Linked DNA regions of Oryzias latipes: region 2 is linked to region 1. The links are chromatin contacts, called in public Hi-C maps. All regions are on one chromosome and are shown on one strand. The core of a region is the stretch at or near the end of the contact, and the rest is flanking DNA. Distances in the headings are between cores, read along the strand shown.

Region 1 (6,028 bases), core at 37-2,536:
TTTGGGCTTTTCTGGTTCTGCTGAACATGGATTTGTACGGGATGCTTCCTATAGAACTGTGATGAATATAAGGAATGAATCAGATATGGAGAGCTTGGCAGACTGCCGCTGCTTTCTTAGAATGCCACTTCTGCTCCCTCCCAGCCCAGCTTAATATTTCTTTAAAGGGAAAAACCTGCGCATATTTGCACGGGATTAGTTTGACACGTGTAACATCCGCTCTGAGAGCTGGCAGTAACACTAATGTCCAGCTTACTGCGCTCATCTTGAAGTTTTCCCTGCAGGTCAAACCTGCAATTGAACCTCTTGATCTCATCATCCACAGCTCTTCACTTTCCCCTCTCTGTCTGTGCCGCGCTCTCATGCGCACAGCGCCGCTTGGCTATCCTACATAACCTGTAAAAAGAGTGATCAGACCGTGACGTGCAGAGTCTCCCTCACGCTGCGCGCGGAGAAAGAAAAACGCAGAGGAGCTGAAAACCGTGTGTGTGCCAGTATCCCGCTGTGATTGCCTGATTATTTGCAGATGGGCAGCGCCGGGCTTGAAGAGTGCAGAGGTTCCCCCTGGCACGCTGCGCATGCGATTATATATGTGATTGCCGTGGAACTTCTACTTTCCGCGCCCCGAGGATGTCGGTGATGTGCCACGGCTCTGAGGAGGGCCCTGCGGGGACCACCTTCCCAACCCGACGGACCCTCATTCATTCGGAATTACAACAAAGGAGCAGATCTGCCCCCACCCCCCGCGTGACTCCGCTGAGCGATTGTTCTGTGGGTTTCCGACCGACTCGAAGTGGTTATGAGATCAATTAAAACCAGCTTAGGGAGTTGGAGTGGAGATGTGCGACTCATGTGTTCAAGGCGGAGGATTCCGAATCCGCTACTACACACATTGCATTCAGGGAACAGTTTTGCTCACATTGAGCTGCATCAAAATCTAATATAATTAAAAAAAAATCCTGCATTTGTTTGACTTTCATAAGTTTGTTTTACGCGCGCTTGATCCGGAATTTCCGCCTGCTCTCGTGTGCTCCAGGAGCGTGCGTAAAGACACATTTTCACAAAGTGTAAGTGATCTTTATTTATGCCTGGTAGTGTCTCCCTCTCAGGCACACACATGCGCACACGGAGAGTTCTCAATCCAGTGATGCCACTAGATGCTCTGCCCGTTTTAACCTCGGGGTTACCTCTTTTGTTTCTCCTCCAGCGATGCGACGGCGCCTGACAGTTGCTGTACTCCATACAGTTCAAAACGATCAGGGCAAATGAGAAGAGTCGAAACTGCATCTGGGCTGTTATGTGGACTCCAAATAAAACAAAGAAAAGAAATAAAAAGAAAAGCGCAAACCTGCGCCTCGTATGATGAGCTCTGTCACTTTGGGATACCTCCTTTCAGGTTGTTTTTTTCAGTCAATCCTCAAAAGTGTCCAACATCAGAGATGCTACATGGCATCGCGCTTCCTGTCGGAATCATCTTCTCTGAGGAGTTTATCTTTGAACAAGTTAAAAACACAAATGTCCTTGTTTGGAGAGGAAAAACCAAATGGGTTTTTTCATTGATAAGAGTGACGAAATCAACTATCCTGTTGATGAAGGGATGAACGAACCTCTTCTGTGTGTAAATGTGTTGGAACTATCGCAGATGCAAATGTTTAGGAGCCCTCTTCAAAGATAAAAGAAGAAGAAAAAAAGCGCAAAGTGTGCGTAAAAGTGTCCAAAATCCTCCTCGAAATGATGTTGCGCACCTCTCGGGGTAAAGGTAAAGAGTGATCCCGCTTCAGGTTCCTGCTGAGTGCAAGTGCGGCTCGGAAACGTGCAGCATCCCTGTCAGAGTTCGGTCTTCAGATGAGAACAGAGGTCCGAAGAGGAAGGAAAAATGTGGAAGCGTATGGGAGGGAGGGAAGGAGGAAGGGAGGGGATCTGGGGTTCCTCTCCTCCAGCTCTGTTAAAAGTTCCGCTGGCCTCCTGCGTACCTGCGGTGCCACCCTCAGGAGTCAGTCCCGCAACAGAAAAACTCACGTGTTGCTTCGCTGGTTAAAATTCAGCAGCCGGCCAGTGCGTGGAGCGCGCGCAGAGGCTGAGCCGTGACTGAGTCCACGCTGGTCCTGATGCGCGCTGCCCTTCACCTCATATAGCGATATAGCGGCGTGTCGCTGTCACGTGCAGAGATTTCCACTTGTGTTTCCTTTTATTGGGGATGTTTTAGAGTGGCATTGCGCGAAGTGGCCCCCAGCGCCCGCGCACTGGCTCACTCACTGTGGGCCGGTTCGACATCGCCTCTGGGTCCTAGTGAGCGCAAATAGTTGGAACATTCTGGGAAGAAAAACATTTTTCCTCTGTCTTTTCTTTTTTTTCAGAGGTAATGGAATTTCAGACCGTCTGCGGTGGACCATGGGATTTCTGGTTATATCAACATCTTAAATATGCTTTTACTATTCGAATTAGGATCCAAATCAATCATAAAGGAGTGCAAATTTTTCTGTCCGACTTTCTGCTCAGCATTAGTGACCCCATCTCTGCTGAAGATTCAGACCTTCTTTGAACTTGTCTCTAATAGGAAATCAATGGTGAAACAACATCAGGATTTCATAAAGTCTTTTCCTTTTTTATATAAATGAATGAAGACTTAAGAGGACTGGGGTGATCCTCATCCTCACTCTCATTCACCTCATCAGGAGAGACGCAGCTGCTGTCAGAAGAACCAGGTAATCCACACCTAAGTGTGGGGAAGCAAACCACATGGGGGAGGAGGAAGAGGAGGCAAAATTGTGGGAATGTTTTCTTCAGCATCTAGAAAACAGGAATGTCTTACCCCCCGCAACCACTAGGTGTGGCACTTAATCCGTTTTTAATTTAAAGGAATTAATTTGAAGTGGTTTTTCTATCAGGGAATCTACAAGTGTGGGGTCCGACAGTGAAATGTATCACAGATCGTGGATCACTTATATACGTTGCTGTACTTCAGGAGGTAAAGAAAGGGGGGAAAAAATCTGTGTTTAATAATGTCTGCTGGAAAACCTATGGTGACCTTTGTCCTGGCTTTGTTTATGCGCTCCTCCAGAGAGTGGTGACAGACGGTGTGGTCAGCCGCAGCCATGCCCCTGGTTTGGAATCCCTTCTAGAAACAACATCTAAGAGTGCACGGTTAAGGTGAAGGTGATCATTTAGGCCTCTGGTCCCTTTATTTCATGATGTGTCATGGAGAAAAAGGGGGCCGGTAAACCAATCACTTTGCTCGCCTATCTCCCTCTGCTGCTGCTGCTCGTTGCAGTGCACAGAAGAGGAGGTGACGTCAGCATTTGGATGGTCTGGCTCTGCGCCCTGGAAGCCATAACAGCAATGAGGGGAGCTGCTGTGTACTCGACTCATCAGATGATCCAGGCGGAGATTTCATCACTGTTTGACTGATTGAAGGGCAGAAAGATGGAGGGAAAAAATAGCCAGCTCAGGGTGGTGAGGAACACGTCAGTATCTGAAATGTCAAGAGTCCCCAAATATTCCAAGATGGCATTTTCAATGTCCAAAACTCAGAAAATTCCAAAATGTACAATTACAAACTATGCCCTTTAAGTGTTTATCAACAGTTTTTAATCTTTTTTCAAAAACAAGGGAGATCAAATCTGGATCATTTGATGTAATACGATCTAAACGTTTCCCAGTAGCCCTTCAGCTGATATTGAGAGGAAACTGTTGTCATGGATCTGATGTCAAAGCCATAGTTAACCTTTGGACCTCAGCTCCCAACGCCAATCAGAGCACCTTTAATGCAATTCAGATCCTTAATGCTGAGTTTGAAGGCATGCAATGCAGCTTCAAGAAACCTAAAGCATTTGTGGAACCTTTCTACATAAAAGTTTCCTAGAAACCCACAAATTAATCTTAGGCTGTTCAACAGAATCCATTTGAAGAACAACCAGGCATAGACAAAAAGGGTGGCACTTTCACCTCAGATTTTGTCGCACAACTTTTGGAGCCAATTGCAGGGATCAAGCATTTTTTGTTACTGTCAAGAAGACCTTTGCCCCTATTTGCAGTTGTTTTGGTTCACGGTTATTGGCGACCCGTGCAGGATGAACCCCGCCTTTGTCCTTCAGTGGCTGGGTGAGCTCCAGCAACCCCATGACTCCAAACGGGTATTGAAAATGGATAGGTGGATTCTCTTGGGAAAAGAGTTCCAATTGTCTCAGCTTTAAAGTTTTTTCTTTCTTTCCACAGATGTTCAATAGAGGTTTAACCCTTGTGATATATTGTGGGGTCAAAATGACCCCACCCTTACATTGACGTGTTCTCTCTACCATGACAAAGGTGGATAAAGGTGGAAAGATTTCATGTAATCCATGGACACCAGTGAAGATCACAAATCATTGAAGAAAAAAGGTTCAGAGCACTGTCTAGTGGGTCTAGATGACCCAACTCCCAATGTTGAAGTGCCTAGGATAGGACAAGGGTTAAACATCTGAAGAATACGTACATCAGACGTCAGAGGTGCATTAAGCGACTTGAGGATGGCCATTGCCAGCCTTTAAACAAGCAGACTGATGGATTGGGATCAAAGCATTTTCAGTCCTTCCTAGAACAGCATCTTTTCTGTTCAGGTCTGTTTCAGTGGTTCGATTGCTGAAATAATAAGTCAGTGGAACGTCAATAACCAAGTGGCACTGAAGAGCAGGCTTAACTGTCATTTAAAATGGTTGATGGAGAGAATCTTCAACTCTGTCCTTTTGAAATAAAGCATCATTTTTGACTGTTACGGTCTTCAAACTCAACCAAAGCTTCACATATTAAAGTTCCAGTCTGATCATCTCTTGTTTCCGTGGTCGTTATACCCTTTTTAGTCAAAATAAAAAAAAAAAAACTGTTTATTTTGTATAGCGGCAGGAGTTTATCAGACATTGGCTTCTGAGTTGTGGGTGGGACTATTGGCATAGAGCAATCCCACCCCCCCTTCCCCTCCCTGTGGCTGAGTGCTGGGAGCTCAGCTCTTCATTCACAGCAATTTAGAAAAAAGAAAGACTCAGAAATGCAATGTTAAGCTCGATTTTCTTTAGATATGTCCTCCATCATACAAAAATGACACAAAAACATGTTTTAAAACCAGAAACATATTTTTCTTTTTATCAAAGTGGGTTTTTAGAAGTGGCTGCAAACTCTTTTATAACATTAGTTCTACGGGCAGAAAAGTAGTAGTCTTGTTACAGACACAAGGCTCCAGTTCATCCAAAAACGAGCTTCGCTAAAAGACACTTCAACAAGACTTTACAACCACTTCCACACATCCCGGACTAATGTGTCCAAACAATCTGAGCTCCTCAGAATTTGAAGGTTTTATCTGGCCTTTCTATTTTTGAGCCACATGCACCTTGTAATGACCCCGCTGTGCAAACCCTTGTGATGTCTTCTCTTCATGCCACAATGGAATAATGATAGGTCTACCTGCTGCAGCGCGTCTCTGGACGCAGTTTGCTGCAAAGGCTTATTTTCTTTACCATGGCAAAGATCCTGCTGTTTTCACAATGTACTAGCTCCATTTATAGGTCCAGCAGAGAGTGATGACATTTAATAAAAATGGTTTCATTCGACAACAAGCTCCCATGCTCAGCTATACTGCTGTTCCAGCAGCTAAAACCATTACCTTTAGACATGTAGAAGGAAAATCTAAAATGAAGTACCGCACATTAACCTGAAACATAAATTAACCTGCTGGTAAAGCGATATGAGTGAAAGGGAGCAGCAAATGGAAGCATTAAACTGCATCAGACACTTTTCTCTACAGCATCGCTGCTGCTGCTCCACTTTAGAATATAAAGAGTACCGGAACAAAAGTTAGGAGCACCACCCAAAACGGTTTCAACACTTTTTCCATTTTTTACTCATTACATATCACTTAAAACAAAACCGAATTCATGTGGAAAATGAGCACATTTCCACTTTCATAAACACTTGTTTAAGCTTTCCTCAAAGTTCCGCTTCAGGAAACAGAATAAAAAAATAAAACTAAAAAACTTTATGGTTTATCCCTTGTGCTATC
Region 2 (5,569 bases), core at 1,534-4,033, 92 kb after region 1:
TTCTAATGAATGATGCCGGCTTTTCGGCACTTCGGAAGCAGTACAAGCAGACACATTAGCCCAGGGCTTGGGAACCGGGGGATCCGGAGCAGCGGCTATAGATATAGAATATATCTATATATATATATAGAATAAACAAAAAAAAGAATAAAGCCATAAAAAAATCAATATTAAAATGTATTAGTTGAAAATACTAACAAATTAATTTTAAATATCTAATAAATCCATAAAATGTTCAGAAAATAAAATAAAATACAAAAAAAAAACCTAGAAATTTAAAAAATGAAAATTCATTGAGGTTGACAACTTGTGATGCTCAGTCAGGCCTGTCTGAAAAACTTAAAAGGATTTTCAAACAACATAACATCCCAGTTCATCTCAAACCAGTCAATACCTTCAGACAGAAACTGGTTCATCCAAAGGACAAAATTCCCAGCTACAAACAGAGTAATGTTGTGTACTCTATCCACTGCAAAGAGAACTGCAATGAACAGTATATAGGAGAAACCAAACAACCGCTACACAAGCGGCTTTACCAACATCGCAGAGCCAACCCAAGTGGACCTGAGTCTGCAGTACATCTCCACCTGAAGGCCACAAACCACTCGTTCGAGGACAGTGAAGTCAAAATTCTAGCCAGAGAGAAAGGATGGTTTGAGCGAGGAGTGAAAGAAGCCATCTTTGTCAAGAAGGATAAACCTTCTCTTAATAAGAATGGTGGTCTCAGGTTTATTCTTCCATCAATCTACGGCAGTGTTTTGAAACCTACACAAACCAAACCAGTTCCACCTAGGTCGTTAATAGCTGAAAGAGACGACCATTTGGAGAGGGAGTCACTGGCTCCCCAACCCCCAGCTGAGGACAAAGGACTATTAACGACCCGAAACCACGTAGGCTAAGTGGACAACACCTCCAGTTTCAGGTCTGACTCCTCCCCCATGAGCGCATATATACCAGCTCTTAGACCAGCTAATTCAGAATTGACAAAGCCTCTTGGATAAGAGGTGAAACGTCTTCCAACTTTAAAACCAAGTCCAGATGACATCCCCTAACATACTACAATGGAACCAACCTGGATGAATGAGAGTCTTCATAGACATGCTCAGTCAGGTTGTTGTATTGTCTCATAGCATGAGGGACAAAAGACTTCCTCCGTCTGTCTGTGTATTTCGCTGATGAACATGCTCCTCCTTCTGGTGAAGGAAGCTTCCTCTGTCATTGAACAAAGGACATCCTCCTAAAAACAACACAAAACTAATCATTTAGAGAAATCTTTTAATTTGCTTATTACACAAGTAACAATAAAGAAAAACCTTTTACTCAGCTTATCCTGGTGTAATACATCACAAGACAAATTTAACATATACGTATGCAAATGTTTGCAGTAGGGATGCAACAATTCAATTTCCCTTCAATTCAATTCAATGGTGTAACATAAGGTTAAGTTTTAAACCAGGAATTGTACCATCTCTACTACTAATACATGTCTAATGCCTCCTCACACAGGTGAAGTACACCCAGGGGGGGCTGGAAAACATGGAGCTGTCCAGGAAGTACTTTGCTCAGGCGCTGAGGCTGAACAACCGAAACATGAGGGCGTTGTTCGGGCTGTATATGGTGAGTGTTGTGTTGTATGAGGAAAAAAGAGAAGCCAGCAGAAGCTTTTTTGTAACCATGTGGTTTGTCAAGGTTGAGGCTGGCCACAGTGTGAGTTAAATTAGACTGGACTATGTATGTATGTGTTTGGGGGGGTGGGGAGGAGGCCCTCAGAAAGGTCACTGCTGACTCAGAAAGTGGACTTCAGCTAAGAAAATCTGTCTGTTTGGAGCAGTTTTTCTTTGGAAATATTATTAGATTCTATTTAACTTCTTTTGTTCAACTTTATTTTAGTTCTAATTTCATGTTAGTCAAGTAAAACAAACTGTTTACCTTTTGAGAGCAGTGGAAAAGCCTTTCATTCATATTTGAAACAACAAGCTTTTTCCCTCAAACCCCAGCAGCTGCTTTTTCACTCGACGTTCTGCTGCAGGAGCTGATCTGATCAACCCTAAACATCTGTTCTGTATAGAGCAGTGTATCACCGCCAACTTCCCCAATCACTTTAAGACATTTTAATCAATTCATGATAAGGTTTAACTCTGTTTCCCATTCAATTCAAAATCTTTTTATTTTTAGACTTCCATTTAAACAGCAGTGTTGTTTGGGTCTGGTAATAAGTTTTTCACGACTACTGATCTTACTTTGAAAATGTGAAATAGTTGCACTGGAAACCATTACCTGATGTAAGAAAAAAGAAAAGAACAAAAAAAACTAAATTCATAATTTTACCATTATTCAGATCTCCTAAGAAGGGGTTTATCAGAAATTGTTGCGTTAAACCAGCTGTGAGACACACTGGATTCACATAAATACTGTGTTGTAGTAAGCCTTTTAGTAATATTTGTGTACATATTAGAACAATTAAAATGCAGTACTTCAAGTTTGAAAACAAGATGATTATAAAGAAGAAAAAAAAACAAAGCAGCCGATCCTCAAAATACAAGTCTGAATGAAAAATCCTGTAATTATTTGATTGTGGTCTATTTTTTATTTTTAAAGAGGAAGTTGCCTGAATGGTGTGAAAGGTAGAGCGGACATAAAACCACAAAGTGTTAAAAAAGGGAAGAAAGGTTACAGAAGGGGAGCAGATCTCACACGGAGGGGCCCACATGTTCCTCCATTGTTCACTTCACTTAGTCCAAACAACACAAAGCAGCCCATCACCTGTCAAAGCTCACACAAGCAGGAGGGAGGGCAGGGCAAGGTCACATGTATGACATGTGCAACACGTTAGCTGAAGGAGGTTGGGGGATTAAGCAGCACTTTTTTAGGCTAGTCGTTCCCTGATGCTTAGGTTTTTAATGAGCACCTGAGGTGGGAGTTTATTCTTTTTAGTCGTAAATCTGTCCCCAGAGTGTGTTTTACAGATTGTCAGCTAGTCTCTGTGGTTCAGATCGTGACAGGTGGAAGAAGTTCAGTGAAAGGACAAAAACTTTCACCATCCTAAAGCATCTTGAGTCAGTGTGACAGTGGACTTGGTGCTGACCACAGCTGGGCTGTGGGTTGCGTTCTGACAACCAATGCATGGGGATTCCCCTCCATAATGGCCCAGGCTGTTATTCAGGGATAGCCTGTCAGGGCTGACATCATCTAAATTGAGGTTTCTCGAGGTAAAAAAATAGAAATAGAGAAAATGCTTACTAAAAACAAATACAGAAGCCAAACCATTTTCTTGAAGAAGAAAAAAAAAGAGCCAGGTTGATTGGTGTGTAGTTAAGGTTTCAGCACGTTGGTGGAGAGGGCTTTGAAGTGCAGGAAGGCTAAGCCCTCTGGGGTTTGCTGTGTGGAGATGATGGCAGGAACATGGGAAAGACATGGGATTTGTGGTTCTGAGCAGAGCTGTCGGGCAGGCCCAGACCGTGATTCACAAGCTCCTCCTTTCGCTTCATGTTGGGACTATTTTGAAAGATACAAGCTCCTTTCATCGCACAGAGTCGACGGCGTTTGAGAAATTAGGCCCGTTAAGTGACAATTTACGTATGAGGCATTAAAGCACTCAGTTTTTCCTCCCCATAAATGATTTCCCCTGTGTCATCAGGCCAAGGTCTGCTTTTTCTCTTCATTCTGCCACAATGACTAGTGGATTGGAAGATGGTAAAAGTGGTTGCATATTCATCTCAATTATCCTTTTATTGCTGTTACACCAAGTTTTGATATGAGAACACTTCTCTCCCTGTTCCCTCCATTGCCCCCCACCCCTCTTTTATTTTTCCTGCAGTCTGCAAGTCACATCGCTTCCAGTCCTAAAGTCAGTGCCAAGGTGAAAAAGGACAATATAAAATATGCTGCCTGGGCTGCCACTCAAATAAATAGAGCCTACAAGGTGAGTCACAAATTGCTCTTGCGTAGCTGTGAAATTAGCCTGACTGCATTTTTCTTTTTGCTTCCTCTGTCCTCTACTGAAAGTCGATTTTACTTTTTCCTGTACCCAGACGCTGGAAACCACCAATCGTGCTCTTCTGTTGTGTTTTAGGGTGTTGGCGCACAATATTCAGACATCCTTAAAACCCCCTCATTTGCATAGGGCACCAAACGTATTTACAGCCTGTTGACCAACAAATGCATGCCAAGCCTGATTTACTCCCTTCTACTCACACAGAACTGTGAAAACAACCTTCAAGTCTTTCGGTGTGTCTGGGTACATTTACTGTTAATGTGTTGACTTAAGGCCACAATGTCTGCGAAGACTTCACGTCACAAACTGGTTTCAGACAGGAGCCGCAAGCAGATTTAGAGAGCAGATGCATTGAACTGTAGCAGGACCTTATGGCCTTTTGGAGGCTGACAATTACAAGTAGAGTTGAAGATATTCTAGGTTTTCTTAAATTCACAAATCCCCTACTGTTCTTCAGACTTGCATTGTTAAAAGGTCTTTTTTTTAACCATTTTACCAACATCATTTTCAAACAAAAATTAAATGAAGTAATTGGGTAAAAAATGAAAGTTATTATTGAACAGAAATTTAAGCTGCAGACTTTATAATAGAGGATTTAAAACTAGACCTGGAATATTGGTAATTGGTTAAGTATTAATAAAAAAAATCTAAAATCCAGTGGAATCTTTTTAAATATTAACTAGTCTTTCATTATCCCATTTCATTTTTGCCATCTTATTATTGCTAAAATGCCATTATTGTCACTCAAAGTGTGTGGGGAGAAATTCATTCTCCTCGTTTGACCTCCATCCCTTACGGCAGCAGTGAGCTGCAGTCACAGCCAGTAAGTCGTTTAGTGCTGCACCCAGTTACATGCTCAAGCAGGGAAGCACTTGGTTCCATTTTTAGAGTCTTTGGTATGACCCAACTGGGGATTCAAACCCACAAAGTCTTAGGGCAGACACTCAACCATCAGACCACTAAGGCAGTAAAAGCCGAACTACCAAAAAACTCAAAGCTACAGCTACAACTCATCTCCAACTTTCCTAGAAAGAAATATGTTATAACAGTGTACTAAAGCTTCTACTTCTTTAAAGAAAGTGAGATTCTTTGAAAGCAAAACTAACCCATGCCACTAAAGGAGAGTAAAATGGGAGTGTTTGCCCATAATGAACAGAAATAAAAATGTTGAATGCCAAAAATGGATACTCATGCAACTAATTTGTTCAGCACAGAATCCTGGTGGATACAACTAAGCTTGATCCTCTACTTAGAAAGTACAGAACTATTTGCTCTTTGTGAGGAGATTGAGCTGGTCTATTTAGAACTTTGATTTTTGAGTTCTGTTCTGCTTTTCAGAGAAAGCACCTGGAGAGAAGCTACGGTTGGTGAAATACGATCCAATTTTCTTTAGAACTCTGGCTGCAGCACTTTCAATCAGCTAAAGGTCCTTCAGAAAATCTGCAGACCAGCTTGATAATAAATAATAGCAGTAGTCGAATCTTGAAGTAAAAAATGCATTATTAAATTTTCCTTTACCATTCAAAGAAAATCATGTTGCTGATTTTCGATGTATTGCGGAAATTAAAACGATTC

Evidence for each region. Hi-C and Micro-C count contacts between places; a contact is called where the count stands out from the background.
Region 2: a Hi-C map of embryo shows a contact between it and region 1, with 2.1 times the contacts expected there. The contact joins the enhancer-like site here to the promoter of rspo2 in region 1. A contact is called at or near these places in 3 of 5 Hi-C or Micro-C datasets (embryo and fibroblasts).

Annotation. Positions count from the first base shown.
Region 1 is chr16:3,379,903-3,385,930 of ASM223467v1, forward strand. It overlaps rspo2 (R-spondin 2), which reads right to left and starts at 1,287. Exons shown (of 5, transcript NM_001252245.1): 1 at 1,188-1,287. The coding sequence starts at 1,287.
Region 2 is chr16:3,470,603-3,476,171 of ASM223467v1, forward strand. It overlaps emc2 (ER membrane protein complex subunit 2), which reads left to right. Exons shown (of 11, transcript XM_004086631.4): 9 at 1,507-1,617; 10 at 3,818-3,922. Among protein-coding and RNA genes, the nearest start is that of emc2, 25 kb to the left of the region's middle. Within about 2 kb of position 2,784, at least 1 of the 8 cell types and tissues checked has an H3K27ac peak or open chromatin away from gene starts, as enhancers often do. A contact at or near this core is called in embryo, where this site is marked.